3 separate regions of the Mus musculus genome follow, and regions 1 and 3 are each linked to region 2. Evidence: chromatin contacts called from public HiChIP or PLAC-seq data. All regions are on one chromosome and are shown on one strand. The core of a region is the stretch at or near the end of the contact, and the rest is flanking DNA. Distances in the headings are between cores, read along the strand shown.

The links. HiChIP or PLAC-seq counts read pairs in DNA pulled down with a chosen protein or histone mark.
Region 1: a contact with region 2 is called in an H3K4me3 HiChIP or PLAC-seq map of bone marrow-derived macrophages, with 2.3 times the contacts expected there. The contact joins the enhancer-like site here to the promoter of Ang in region 2. A contact is called at or near these places in 1 of 39 promoter capture datasets (embryonic stem cells), 2 of 15 datasets of contacts at CTCF or cohesin (the NIH/3T3 cell line and pro-B cells), 16 of 115 datasets of contacts at active chromatin or transcription factors (the 230-238 cell line, the SCID.adh cell line, acute myeloid leukemia and 8 more) and 5 of 9 other capture datasets (adipose tissue, embryonic stem cells, liver and 2 more).
Region 3: a contact with region 2 is called in an H3K27ac HiChIP or PLAC-seq map of microglia, with 8 times the contacts expected there. The contact joins the promoter of Pnp2 here to the promoter of Ang in region 2. A contact is called at or near these places in 1 of 39 promoter capture datasets (macrophages), 9 of 484 Hi-C or Micro-C datasets (B cells, CD4 T cells, the CH12 cell line and 6 more), 9 of 115 datasets of contacts at active chromatin or transcription factors (the 230-238 cell line, the SCID.adh cell line, bone marrow-derived macrophages and 5 more) and 3 of 9 other capture datasets (adipose tissue, liver and pancreatic islet).

Annotation. Positions count from the first base shown.
Region 1 is chr14:50,846,904-50,850,890 of GRCm38.p6, forward strand. It overlaps Tep1 (telomerase associated protein 1), which reads right to left. Exons shown (of 55, transcript NM_009351.2): 16 at 3,684-3,814; 17 at 3,131-3,190; 18 at 711-869; 19 at 1-106. Among named protein-coding and RNA genes, the nearest start is that of Gm52116, 13 kb to the left of the region's middle. Within about 2 kb of position 2,063, at least 3 of the 459 cell types and tissues checked have an H3K27ac peak or open chromatin away from gene starts, as enhancers often do. A contact at or near this core is called in bone marrow-derived macrophages, where this site is marked.
Region 2 is chr14:51,093,259-51,097,503 of GRCm38.p6, forward strand. It overlaps Ang (angiogenin, ribonuclease, RNase A family, 5), which reads left to right and starts at 2,742. Exons shown (of 2, transcript NM_007447.3): 1 at 2,742-3,215. Rnase4 (ribonuclease, RNase A family 4) reads left to right here and starts at 2,742. Exons shown (of 2, transcript NM_201239.3): 1 at 2,742-3,215.
Region 3 is chr14:50,953,561-50,957,574 of GRCm38.p6, forward strand. It overlaps Pnp2 (purine-nucleoside phosphorylase 2), which reads left to right and starts at 2,581. Exons shown (of 6, transcript NM_001123371.2): 1 at 2,581-2,668. The coding sequence starts at 2,613.

The DNA of each region.
Region 1 (3,987 bases), core at 813-3,312, 250 kb before region 2:
GAACACTCTGGCCTGCAGTGCGGGCAGAACAGATCTCATCAGCAAATCTCGCTCCCCATGCATGTCACGGAAAGTGGATGAAATGAAAAGCCGGATATTGCGCCATCTGGGGGCAAGTGGAGGGTCGGGCTCAGTCCCCATCTCAAGTCCAGAGTTATAGGTGCAATGACCCTTAAGCACTTGACATAAACCCTATAGCCAGAAGGGTGTCTTACCAGCCTCCAGATAATATCCTAGCTGTGGGACTAATTACAGAAACCTGAGATTTGAGCCCCACTTCTTATGTGCCTCTTTCTTTAAAAAAAAAAATCATATTAAAAAGTTACTATTCGATCAATGCAATGCTTTGAGGCAAACCTTAACCTTATTCTTAACTATATCTTATATCTTTAAGAAATTAAAACAATCAAGCAAGCCCATGTGAAAAGCCAGAGCCTGTGCCCTAAACCTTTTGCCTAAGCCTTGGCTATATCGATGTGGAGTCTTCTCTCCTCCCTACATACAGACATTTTTTTTTTCTCTCTAGTAAAGCAAGGAATAGGTTCACAGTCTGACAGTTCCCAGGAAGCCCCTGCCTGGGGAGGAGAACAAAGACCTTAGTAAACAGACCAAATGCAAATGCCCCTAGCAGACAGAATGGCAGGCACAGGATTTCTCCAGGTTCTGATGGCAACCCTCCCAGATCACCAAGTCCCACAACCTAGACTGACCCATGCTGGGAAATAGGACCCAAGGGACCAGGGATGTTCTCCTCCAGCGGCCGGAGAGACGGTGCCTGTGTCTTTCCTGGGGGTGGGGGGATCTTGAATAGTTTATCTAGTTGTCCCACATGTTCCAGGAGACGAGAGGCTCCATGTTCGGCAATGAATCTAAGAAAAGCATGATGAAAACAGAATATTGGAGATCAGAACCAGGAAGGCATCCCAAGAGAAACAGGCAGCAAAGACACGCCTGCTCAGTTCAGCGGCTCCCCTCAGGAAGACAGCCATAGAGCAGACCTGGTATGTCATGGTCACAGTTCTCAACCTGAGCTAGGGGCAATCACAAGTACAGGTGAGCCCGGATCATATAATGAGACCCATCTCAAAAAGACTAGCCAGACAAAAAGGATAACCATAAGCCAGGAAAGTGTACTGGAAAATAAGACTACAAAACACTGGGGATGAAGGATGTCACCAGCCCAGCCCCTCCCACTCTCTGTGCATGGTGACCTTAAGATCCCTGTTAGAAAACTGGTCTGAGCTAAAGTTACAGTTTAAGACCTTCCCTGTTCTGTGCGATCAGCTCTGTATAAACTACAATAGCTCCCTATTGCTTGAGGCTTCCCAATATGAGTTGAAGAGTGTAGGTGACATCCAAAGAAAACTTGACGAGAGGAAACAAACATGAAGGTTCAAACGCATCTGCAGCTCTTCCCAAGGAAGGTTTCCATCACCCACATGCTCACATGGATGCTCACATCTGTTTGTGACTCCAGTTCTAGGGAACCTGACGCCCTCTTCTGGCCTTGCCCATCATATATATATAATTTGCACCAGCAAAACATTCATACACATAAAAGTAATATAATTTTTTCATATCGCTCCTCTCTCTCGCTCTCTCTCTCTCTCCCTCTCCCTCTCCCTCTCCCTCTCTCTCTCTTTCTCTCTCTCTCTCTCTCTCTCTCTCTCTCTCTCTCTCTCTCTCTCTCTCTCTCTCTCTCCCTCTTTCCCCCCCTCTCTCTCCAGGGTCTCACTATGTAGACTTGGCTAGCCTGGAACTTACTATGTAGACCAGGCTGATCTCTGCCTGCTACTGCTGCTCAAGGGAATAAAGGCATGCAACACCACACTCGACTTTTGTTTTTTTAAAATTGTTTTAAAAAGTTTCAATTATGTGTTTGTGTATATGTCTCTGTGTGGCAACCTAAACAAAGCCTGAACAAGTACATCACCAAGAGACCCAAGTGGGGATCTAAACAGAGAAGCACAGGTAACTAAGGGATGCTAAGAGTAGAAGAAAGGCTTCCCCAGGGATGAGCCCTCTAACTTTGTTACGTAATACCAGTTGTCAGCCCTGACATCATTCACATACAAGGAACACCAACTGAGCTGAGCTAGTTATAGTCTCTCTGTGTGTAACAGGAACAAAGAAAAAGAGACTATATATTTGAGAGCAAGCAAGAGGAGCAAACCACAGGAGGGATTGGAGAGAGGAAAGAGAAGGGGGAAATGATGTAATTAGAACTTAATCTCAAAAGCTAAAAACATATGGAAATTAATAAAGTGGTGAATAACAAAAATTATGCATAATAATTGCAAATAATAACTCAATAAAATAGATCAGAAAGATTTCCTTTTAAAAACTAATTATGTATGCCTGTGTGTACGTCTATGGGTTCGTGTGCACCAAAAAGTGCAGTGTCTGCAGAGGCATCAAATCTCTGGAGTTGCAGGAGGTTGTTGAATCCCTTTGGAGCTGGATACAATTACAGGTAGTTGGGAGCCACCTGGCATGGTTACTGGGTACTGGGTACTGAGTACTGGGTACCAGATCAAGATCCAGGACCTCTGCAAGAGCAGTATGTACTCTTAACTGATGATCCAAGGTTCCAACCTGCTTTTCCTCTTTCTCATTGGATATAGCATAAACTTGGATGTGTATAACACAGAGCTGAGGTACCACCTTTAGCCAGGAGGTAGAGGTTGTTGAGAGTGATCAAGCATTAAGACAGTGAAGGTTGAGCTGGACAGATGGCTCAGTGGTTAAGAGCACTGACTGCTCTTCCAGAGGTCCTGAGTTCAATTCCTTGCAACCACATGGTGGCTCACAACCATCTGTAATGGGATCTGATGTCCTCTTCTGGTGTGTCTGAAGAGAGTGACAGTGGACTCATACACATGGACTAAACAAATACATTTAAATTAAAAAAGAAAAAAAAAGAAAACAAAAGTGCTCTATTTAAAAAAAAAAAAAGGCAGTGAAGGTTGGAACCCTTATCACACTGTATTGCTGATAAGCTTAGACATCTGTGAAAGAAAATAAGCCATCTTATTTTGAAAAATAAATAAATGAGCTAACAGGCATAGAGAATCCCTTAAGTGCATTCTAAGGCAACCTCTTTCCCCTCCGATGCCCAATGTGGACTCACTTCAGGATCCCGTCAGTGCAGCCTGAGAGCGTCACATCGTTGGGATTCAAATTTGGTGATCTGCCAAAGAAAGAAGCAGTCACTAAGCACCGAAATCGATGCCTGGAGTCAGGGGTAGTGGCTTACATCTGCAATCCCAGCACCTGCCCTGGAAGACAGGAGGATATCAAGTTCAAACCCAGCCAAGGCTATATACCTAGACTCTACTCCGCAGTACCTTAAGATATACACCTCACCCCTATATAACAGTTTTGTGACCGATAGCTGTATTACCCTGAGTGCAACCAATCTTGTCGTAATAGAATTATGTGGCCAGAGTACAGCTCAGTGAGAGGATGCTTGCCTAGAAGGACAGAAGGTCTGGGTCCAGTATCTAATAGCATACAGGGGCAAAAAGACTTCAAAGAAAGTCCTAGAAAATTAAATTCAATAGAACTAATAAAGCAAGAAGGCAAGATACAAAACATCAAACAAGTGAGACTTTGACAGGAGCAGACGGGAAAATATGGACAACTGTCTTCAGACGCCGTACAAGAACAACCAGCAACCTTACATGTACTGTGTTTTCTGTAGGAGGACACCAACAAAGAGGCACTTGGAATTCACATGCTGCCAGATAATCTGTTTGGCTACTTTCAGGAGCTCGGTATCCATCCTTTGACCAAACAGGATGACCCTGTCAATCTGTAAGATGAAAAGAGGAGGCTGAGATCCGGGATCCAGGCTAAAATAGACATGGATGAGCTCAGAGCGTCAGGATGCTTAAGGACTGATGGGTTAGAATGCTGAGGGGAAAGGAAAGTGCAGCTCCTGAGAATGCTTAGAAGGGATGCCACTACACCCCAACCTAGGGTGGC
Region 2 (4,245 bases), core at 1,492-3,991:
TCTTAATAAATTATAAATTTAAAAAAAAATACCCATTTCTGTTTCAATATGGGCCAAATTGGGTAAAAATTAAAAAAAAAAGAAAGAGAGAAAGAAAGAAAGGAAGAAAGAGAGAGAGAGAGAGAGAGAGAGAGAGAGAGAGAGAGAGAGAGAGAGAGAGAGAGAGAGAGAGAGAGAGAGGAAGGAAGGAAGAAAGAAAGAAAGAAAGAAAGAAAGAGAGAGACAAAGAAAAAGAGCCCTGGCCTTTTGTCAGGGATTTGAGCAGGTTCTAAATCCCCCGAGGTGTCAGGTGAGGGGCCAGCGACTTCCTGGAAGATTGCTGACTGCTAATTGTCTCTGGCTGCTTCCTGGTACTCTGCTGACATTGCTCTTTAAAAAAAAGGAAGCTGCTGTGTTTGAGCAAGTTAATGTGTTAGACTAGTGGATTTTGTGTCTGTATGTGTGCTGTAGGTGTGGGTGAAGTGCCTCTGTTTTGTGGTTGTTTATCAGAAAAAGACCACATTGATATAATCATCTCTGGCTATGGGAGTTGGCTGATATTTCTCCTGGGAATTGATGAGGCCATCCAGGTTTTGCAATGGACTGGCTGTTCTCCTAACAATGAGTGGGTGACGACTCTAGCACTCAGTCCTTCCACATCTGTTTAAAAGTAATGTGTGATTAATTTAAAATAGGCACCACCATACATAGTATGTTTGCACACTGAGCATTTCGGTGACAGGTTGGATACCAGTAGAGTGGCCTCACCCTGAAGACCCTGAGTGCTATCTTTCTCTGTACTTCTGAAACAGTTTAAATGCTGGCATTTGTCAAAACATGCTTGGCACTTGTCTAATGGACACTGGTCAGGATGTGACTAGGTCTCCCTTTCAGGGGACTCTAGTACCCCAAAATTAGGCTATAACAGCTTAGTCTTCTTCTCATTTCCTTTCAGCTCACAGTTGGGTTGAGTGCAGGAGGGAGCAGACAAGGACAAAGGGGACCTTCAAGCTGGGCTGTGCCTCAACAAAGCTGAAAAGTGTTGAGGTTTGGGCCCTTTCCAAGTCTTCATGCCAGCCACTCTTCCTTCTCAAGCTGTCAGGCCCCGTTCTTAGGAAGTGTATCCATTGCGATGTGCACATTCTGGGCAGCTTTTGCTTGTTCGCTTGCTTGCTTGTTTGTTGAGACAGGATTTCTCTGCACAGCCCTGGCTGTTCTAGAACTAGCTCTGTAGACCAGGCTGACCTCAAACTCACAGAGATCCACCTGCCTCTGCCTCCCAAGTGCTGCTGGAATTAGGGGTTTGCTTTTTAAAAGACTTTACACTCTTAGAGTCTGCTCTGTGGTCAGGAACAAAAGCTCATTGGTGAAGGCAAACTAACTGATTTCAGAACTTTTTGCAGGCAAGTGTAGAACACTCCCAGGTTCATTGCAACACCTCCAATGACCTCATCAGACCCCAGGGGAAGCATCTTCCAGCTCCCACAGCCAGAGATTGCTCGGCTTAGCAATCAAGTTTATTTAATAACTGCTACCAAATCTTGCATCTCTGAACCTTTAAAGAGAAGCCCAGAATGTTTTTCGTGGTTAGAGGCTCTAGATCAGTTGATGAGGACTTATGTGTCAGTCACTGAGAATATAGAAATGAGTAAGTAAAAATTCTTCTCTGGAAAGGATCCACCCAATGGAGAGACACTGAGATTAACTAACTTAAAGGAATGTTGGCAGCCCATTTCTTCAGTTACACCAACGGAAGTGAATCCAGATCCATCCCGACCGTACTGTGGGTCCTTTATACCAGTGCAGTCTTCCCCAAGTGTTCCCAAGTCCGGGTGTGAACATGTCTGCAAGTCAGCGCCCCAAAGCTGCCTGCTTGCATTTTTGCTGCTTTCTGAGGGTTCCCTGTTCCTGCCACACAGAGGACCAGCCTTGCTGAGGGAGTCTGAAGATGCTGGAGTGCTGAATTCTTCCTCCTGCTACGGCGAGTCAGCTGATGCTCTCGTTTTTTTTTTTTTTTTTTTTTTTTTGTGCCCAGACTCACCTCAGACATCCCCAGCACGCTTCCACACAGTGAGAGATGCTTTGCCCCTGCCTCCACCTCTACTCCGCTGACAACCTGTAGGTCTCCCATCCCTATTTTTGCTTTTAGAAATTAGTACAGCTTAAATCACACATAAATATCTACACAATGATGGAGCAAAATCTAGAAATTGACAAGGAGCTAAAATATTGCAACTTTGCCCTATATACAAGATAAATGTATGGCAACTTTTAAAATTGTATGTATTTATTTATCTGCATGTATGTCTGTGTACCACACATATGCAATGCCCAGGGAGACCAGATGAAGGCATCACTACATATGGTTGGGAACTGCCATGTGGGTCTGAGAACTGAACCTGAGTAAGTGCCTGCAACCACTGAGCGATCTGTCCAGCCTTGAAGATGAATCTGTTAGAACAATTCTAGTAGATTTCTTCACTACCTCACTGTGTACTTTCTGGGTTTTAGAAGTCTGACCCCGTGGCTTGTCTACTCTTCGATCTTAGAGTTACCTCATAAGCAGAGCAGACATGCATAATTTCTTCTGTACTTGGTTCCCATAATGCTTAGATGTAGACAGCTGGTTTTGCAACTGTGCTTTAAAGAACAGGAAGCTGAGTAGCCATAAATATATATTCTTTTTTCTCCAGAGGATGGACAGAGGGAGGAGGAGCCCAGGAAGTGCTGTGTGTATTTCTGGGGGTTGGAGAGGTGGGGGCACAGTTGCCTCACTCCTTCCTTTAGACTTCTTTCAAAGTAGTTCCTGAAGTTGGCCTGAACGTCAGGGATAATATGTTTTTGGATCTATGGCATATGCACAGTGAAACTTCAGTCCTACCCTGAGCAAGGATAAGGACCATACACATAAGGAAAGAGGCAGCTTAGGAACAAAAGGCCGTGCTTAGCAAACATTATCATTGCTGAAAGAGATGTGTGGTCCACCAGGTGGTTAATATTTGACCCAGGCATGCTCAGGGGAAAGGTGAATGACTCCTTGTTTGCCCATGATTAGTGGCCTTGGTTTACAAGTCGCTGCCAAAGTAAAGATCCTTAGATAGGTTCTCCCCACCCCGTCACATGAGCACTGTATATTACCAGCCTGTGAGGAGCCTCTAGCTTCACACCGCAGGACCCTGTCTCCAGGAGCACGCAGCTGGACACATTCCCAGTCGGAGGAAAGCTGGCCAGCTTTGGTAAGATTCTTCCTTGTGGGTGTTCAACTCTCTGCTTCTTTTCCTCTGTGCTCTTTCTAGCAGTTCATCTATTTTAGTGAAACTGACTAACACCCCTTACGCTTTCTGGACTCAAACTTGCACATTAAAAAGAAAACGAGTAAGAGTTAAAATTTAAAATGAAAACAGGATTATTTGGTGTGGTTTGTATCTGGGAAGCAATTAATGGGATTTCGATCAAGGAGATGGAGATATAGGAGGGTTTCTTCAATTGTGATTAAAAGCCCCCAAAGGCTTAGGAAGCCATTTGCAGAAGGGCATGTGATCTGTCGTGTTTCCTCCATAACAAGCTTGGCTTGGCAGGAATAATAAGGAAAACCCCGAGTCTGGTGGTGGTGGTCCACACCTTTAATTTCAGCACTGGGGTGGTAGAGGCAGGCAGATCTCTGAGTTCAAGGCCAGTCTGGTCTATAAAGTGAGTTCCAGGACAGCCAGGGCTACCCAGAGAAAGCCTGTCTCCAAAAAGAAAAAGGAAAGAAAAGAAAAGAAAAAAAAAAAAAAAAAAAAAAAAGGAAAACCCGGAATCAGGAAGTACTTTCAGCAGTATTTCCTACTCAATTCTTTCCTAAAAAAAAAAAAGAAGGAAGAAAAAAGAAAAAGTTATGGACGCTCCTTAAAAACAAAGAGGAACATGAACCAAGATCAAAAGATGCTAGGTTGAGGGGAGAAAGGAGGAAAGACAGGAGGAAGACCAGGCACAGGGTGTTCTAGTCCAGTTGGACTGTTATGAAGATACACAAAGTAGGGAGAGTATACCTAGGAGAAGGGTGTTTATCACATTGCCACCCCAGCTGCAGGTAGTTTGCTACATGTCTAGTCTACATAGCACTGCCAACCCGGATTCCTGTGAGCACTACCTGGTTAAGAATGGGTAAACTGAGTCTGCACAAGAGTTGGAACTATTCCACTGCAGAAATCCGAATGACAGTCATTGTTGTGTATGCGACTAAGGTTCAGTACCTTTGGCCATGGCAGATTTACACCTGCACTC
Region 3 (4,014 bases), core at 1,331-3,830, 140 kb before region 2:
AAGGCGTCAGTACCTGGGGAATGATATACAAGGTAGTCCTCTGACCTCCATATGCACACACAGACACCTGTATAAACATGAGCATGTCCATACACACATGCACAAACACACATACATATCCTGTCAGTGGGTTTAGGTACAGCTCAGTAGTAAACCATTTGCTTAACACATTCAAGGTTCTCAATTCTATTGAATCAAACACCAAAGCCAACCAAATTATCCAATATCTACTTGAATGTAGTGCTCACCTGAAACTTCAGTGCTCTGGAGGCTGAGCCAGGAGGGTCAAGAATTTGAGTCCAATCTGCATTACATAGTAAGTTTGAGCTCAGCCTGAGCTACATGAAACCCAGTAGGAAACAAAAGAGTAAATAAACACTTAGATCGACTTAGCAGTTTCCTTTTCAGTTTAACATTTTCAGTGTAGGAGGGGTAGGCATTGAGATGGCTCAGTGGGTGAAGATGAGAGCTGTGGAGCCTAAGGAGGAGAGAAACAAACTACACCAGGAGGGATGTCAAATGCTTGCAATCCCAGCACATGTGAAAATGAAGCAGGAGGACCATCGCAGGTCCAGTGAGACCATATTTCAAAAGACGAACAAAGGTAGCTTAGTGGGCAAGGGCACCTGCTGCCAAACCTGAGGACCAGAGTTCAAAAACCTGACAGGTGGAAGAAAAGAAGAGAGTGTTGCAGGTTGTCCCCAACTTGCACACGCACACAATAAAACAATAAAATGTAGTTCTACAAACTTATGGTGGGTAATACAATGAAATAGACAAAGAAACTAAGCCCTAGCTGGGCGTGATAGTGCATACTTTTAATTTCAGCACTCAGGAGGAAGTTCCAGGAAAGTCTACACAGAGAAACCCTGTTTTTAAAACAAAACAAAACAAAACAACAAAACTCCAAAAAAATAAATAAATAAAAATAAAAATTAAGGGCTGCAGAGATGGCTGTTCTTCCAGAAGTCCTGAGTTTAAATTCTGGCATACACCTTTGTGTGACTCACATCTCCAGAGCTGTGACATTTTCACATAGGTACCATGCAGGCAAAGTAACATGAACATAATAAAAAATAAATAAATAAAACAAAAAGTTTTTAAAAACAATAAAACGGGCCGGTGAGATGGCTCAGCGGTTTAAGAGCACTGACTGCTCTTCTGGAGTCATGAGTTCAAATCCCAGCAACCACATGGTGGCTCACAACCATCCTTAATGAGAAACAAAAAACCTATGGGCCAGAGTAAAAGGGAAGGGGTGGGGGGAGGAGGAAAACAACAACAACAACAAAACAGCTTAGACTGGCCCAGGCCAGCCTCAATCTATACAATCTCCTGCATCAGCCTTTCCTTTCTGCTGCTATTACTACTACTACTACTACTACTACTACTACTACTACTACTACTACTATACTACTACTACTGAGACAGAACCTCATTACCAACAGTCCAGGGTGGCCTGGAACCCAGAGATCCTCTGATTTGGCCCTGAGTACTGGGATTAAAGGTATATACCACCACACCGAACTTTCCAGCAATTATTTTTACTCTTGTGCTCACTCCACTAAAACTGATGCACAGTTAATGCTCAATAAATATTTTTTTAAGTGAGTGAGAAAAACAGGTTTGGAAAATAGTGGCTTGAGTTGTGGTATAAACTGTCAAGCAGGAGAGAAAATTTCCAGGAGAGAAACAGTTAAAGAATTTCAAGAACGAAGCATAGGTGGTTATGTAGTTTGATTACAGAAAAGAGATGCCAAATACTTTCCACAGTATACTGTTTAATTCTGGGGTGGGGGTGGGGAGCAATGTGTGCTTCTGTTATGTGAAATTTCTTCTTGACAAGAGTTCTCTGCCAGACAGTGGTGACACACACCTTTGATCCCAGCACTTGGGAGGCAGAGGCAGGCAGATTTCTGAGTTCAAGGCCAGCCTTGGTCTACAGAGTGAATTCCATGACAGCCAGCCAGGGCTATACAGAGAAACTCTATCTCGAAAAAAAAAAAAAAAAGTTCTCAAAGTTAGCAGAATTTTTGGACTCCGTACTGTGTGTCCAATCAACTTGCCATCCTGTTTATGCCTACTATCTAGAACTCATTTCCATCTGGGTCTCGAAGTGTTTCCCCAAAATCCTGCAGGCTCCTAGTCAGCACTGTTACCCACCCAGCAACCGCTTCCCTAATCCCGAAAGCAGCTCAGACACTGTTTCGTTTCATTTTATTTCAAGATTGCACAATCTATGAAAAAATTGAATTTTTTCGCTTTTCAAATTCTTATCCAATAACGCAGCGGAGAATGGAGTTGCAGATAGGCAGTTCCGGGGCTCTCTACCCTGCTTCTCTTTCCACACAGGCCTCCTTTTCTAGCTGGGAAATCATGACTGTGTGCGGGGGTGGGGTGGGGTGGGGGGGGATCACCTGCTGGTGGCCTTAGACTAGGAGTGGATCTCTTTGAAATGAACTCTGGAGAGGTTTCCTGCCACACCTCTGGATGAGGGTGTGTCACCATGGAGACAAGGCTGCTGCCATTGGTTGGAGCCTGGGGCTAGGATGTAAAGGCCGGCCTAGGTAATAGTGCACTAACAGTCTTGACCTGACTCAGACAGTGTCACCATGGAGCAGAAAGGGCAAGATTTGGGCGCCTCTGTCGGTGACACCATAGAGAAAGAGTAAGTGCCGGGCCCGGGGACTCGGGCGTTCTGCCTAGAGAGACGGGCTGTAGCTGAGAACTGGGAACTTATCAGCCTGGGCCCAGAGAAGGAGCGAGTCTGTTGGGGATGCAGAGAGGCCTGGCACAGAGCCCAGTGGCAGACATAGGGCTCCAGAATGGTGGGGCGGCTGGCGCGACAGGCAGACGCGGGAACCAGCGGTAGGGGCGCCCCGGAGCAGGAAGAAACAGGTTAGCGCAGTGTAGGCACCATCACAAGGAACATTGTGCCTCCTTGGTGTATGTGGATGTATGTGGGGAAGGAGGCACGAGCCCTGACAACTTAATAACACAAATTTCCTTTCCAGCGGTCCAAGTAACCCAGGAGATAATTCTGTTGTGCAATTCCGCAGTTCCTTTAGAGGGAAATTTGCTCATTTTCTGCGACTGCCCCTCTCTCTCCTCCAAGCTGGAAGTAGCATTAACAAATGAGGAATGGAGTCTTTTTAAGGATGGGAAATCTGTATTCACTGACCTGCTTAGATACTTATACACACCTTCCTGCCCACTTTAAAAACAAAAACAAAAAACCAAAAACCAGAAAAGTCAACTCCCTCCCTTTTGTGTAGGGAATTTCTAGACTGACTCACCGCAGAGCTGTAGGGATCACAGTGGCTTTAGGATGATCTCAGGTCCGACGTGTCCTCGGGGACTGTGAGCTATGGCTGGACATGGCCGGGTGGCCAAGCCTCATACTTCCGGCCCTTTAGGACTGCATCCTAAATTCTTGCCTACTTACTTGCTTCTGTTTGTCACCCTGTGGCTCTATCTGTCCCTGCCCTACCTAATTGTTTCATTGTGGATAACCTGTTGTGTTATAATCCTGTTTTGTTTCCTATAGTATACTCTGTTGCAGTTTGTGACAAGGTCTTGCTATACCTCCAGGCTAGGCTCAAGTTATACTAATGTCTGGGTCTGCCATGTCTTTAAGTCTCTGATACATAAAGCTCTCTGGGTGGAAGAAAAAAAAAAGGCTTTTTTAGTTGTGTTCAATTTGTGTACACCTCCGTTCTTCCACTCCTAGGAGCAATCTTTGATCTTTGCAGTTGGGTGTGATAAAATTGGACTTGGGACTGTGAGAAGGTCCAGGCTGACTAGACAGGGTTTGTCTTCGTTCTGTTTTGGAACCCTCAAACTGGCAGAGATCTTCCTGCCTTGCTCCTCCTCCTCCTAATGCTGGGATTTTAAAGATCTGCCTCACCACGACCAGCTCCCTGTTGATACTAGTACTTGGTTATGAGTTATGTACCTTGTTCTTTGCTTTCTGAAGAACAAAATACCTTAGTGTGGGGGGAAGCCAAGATGAAA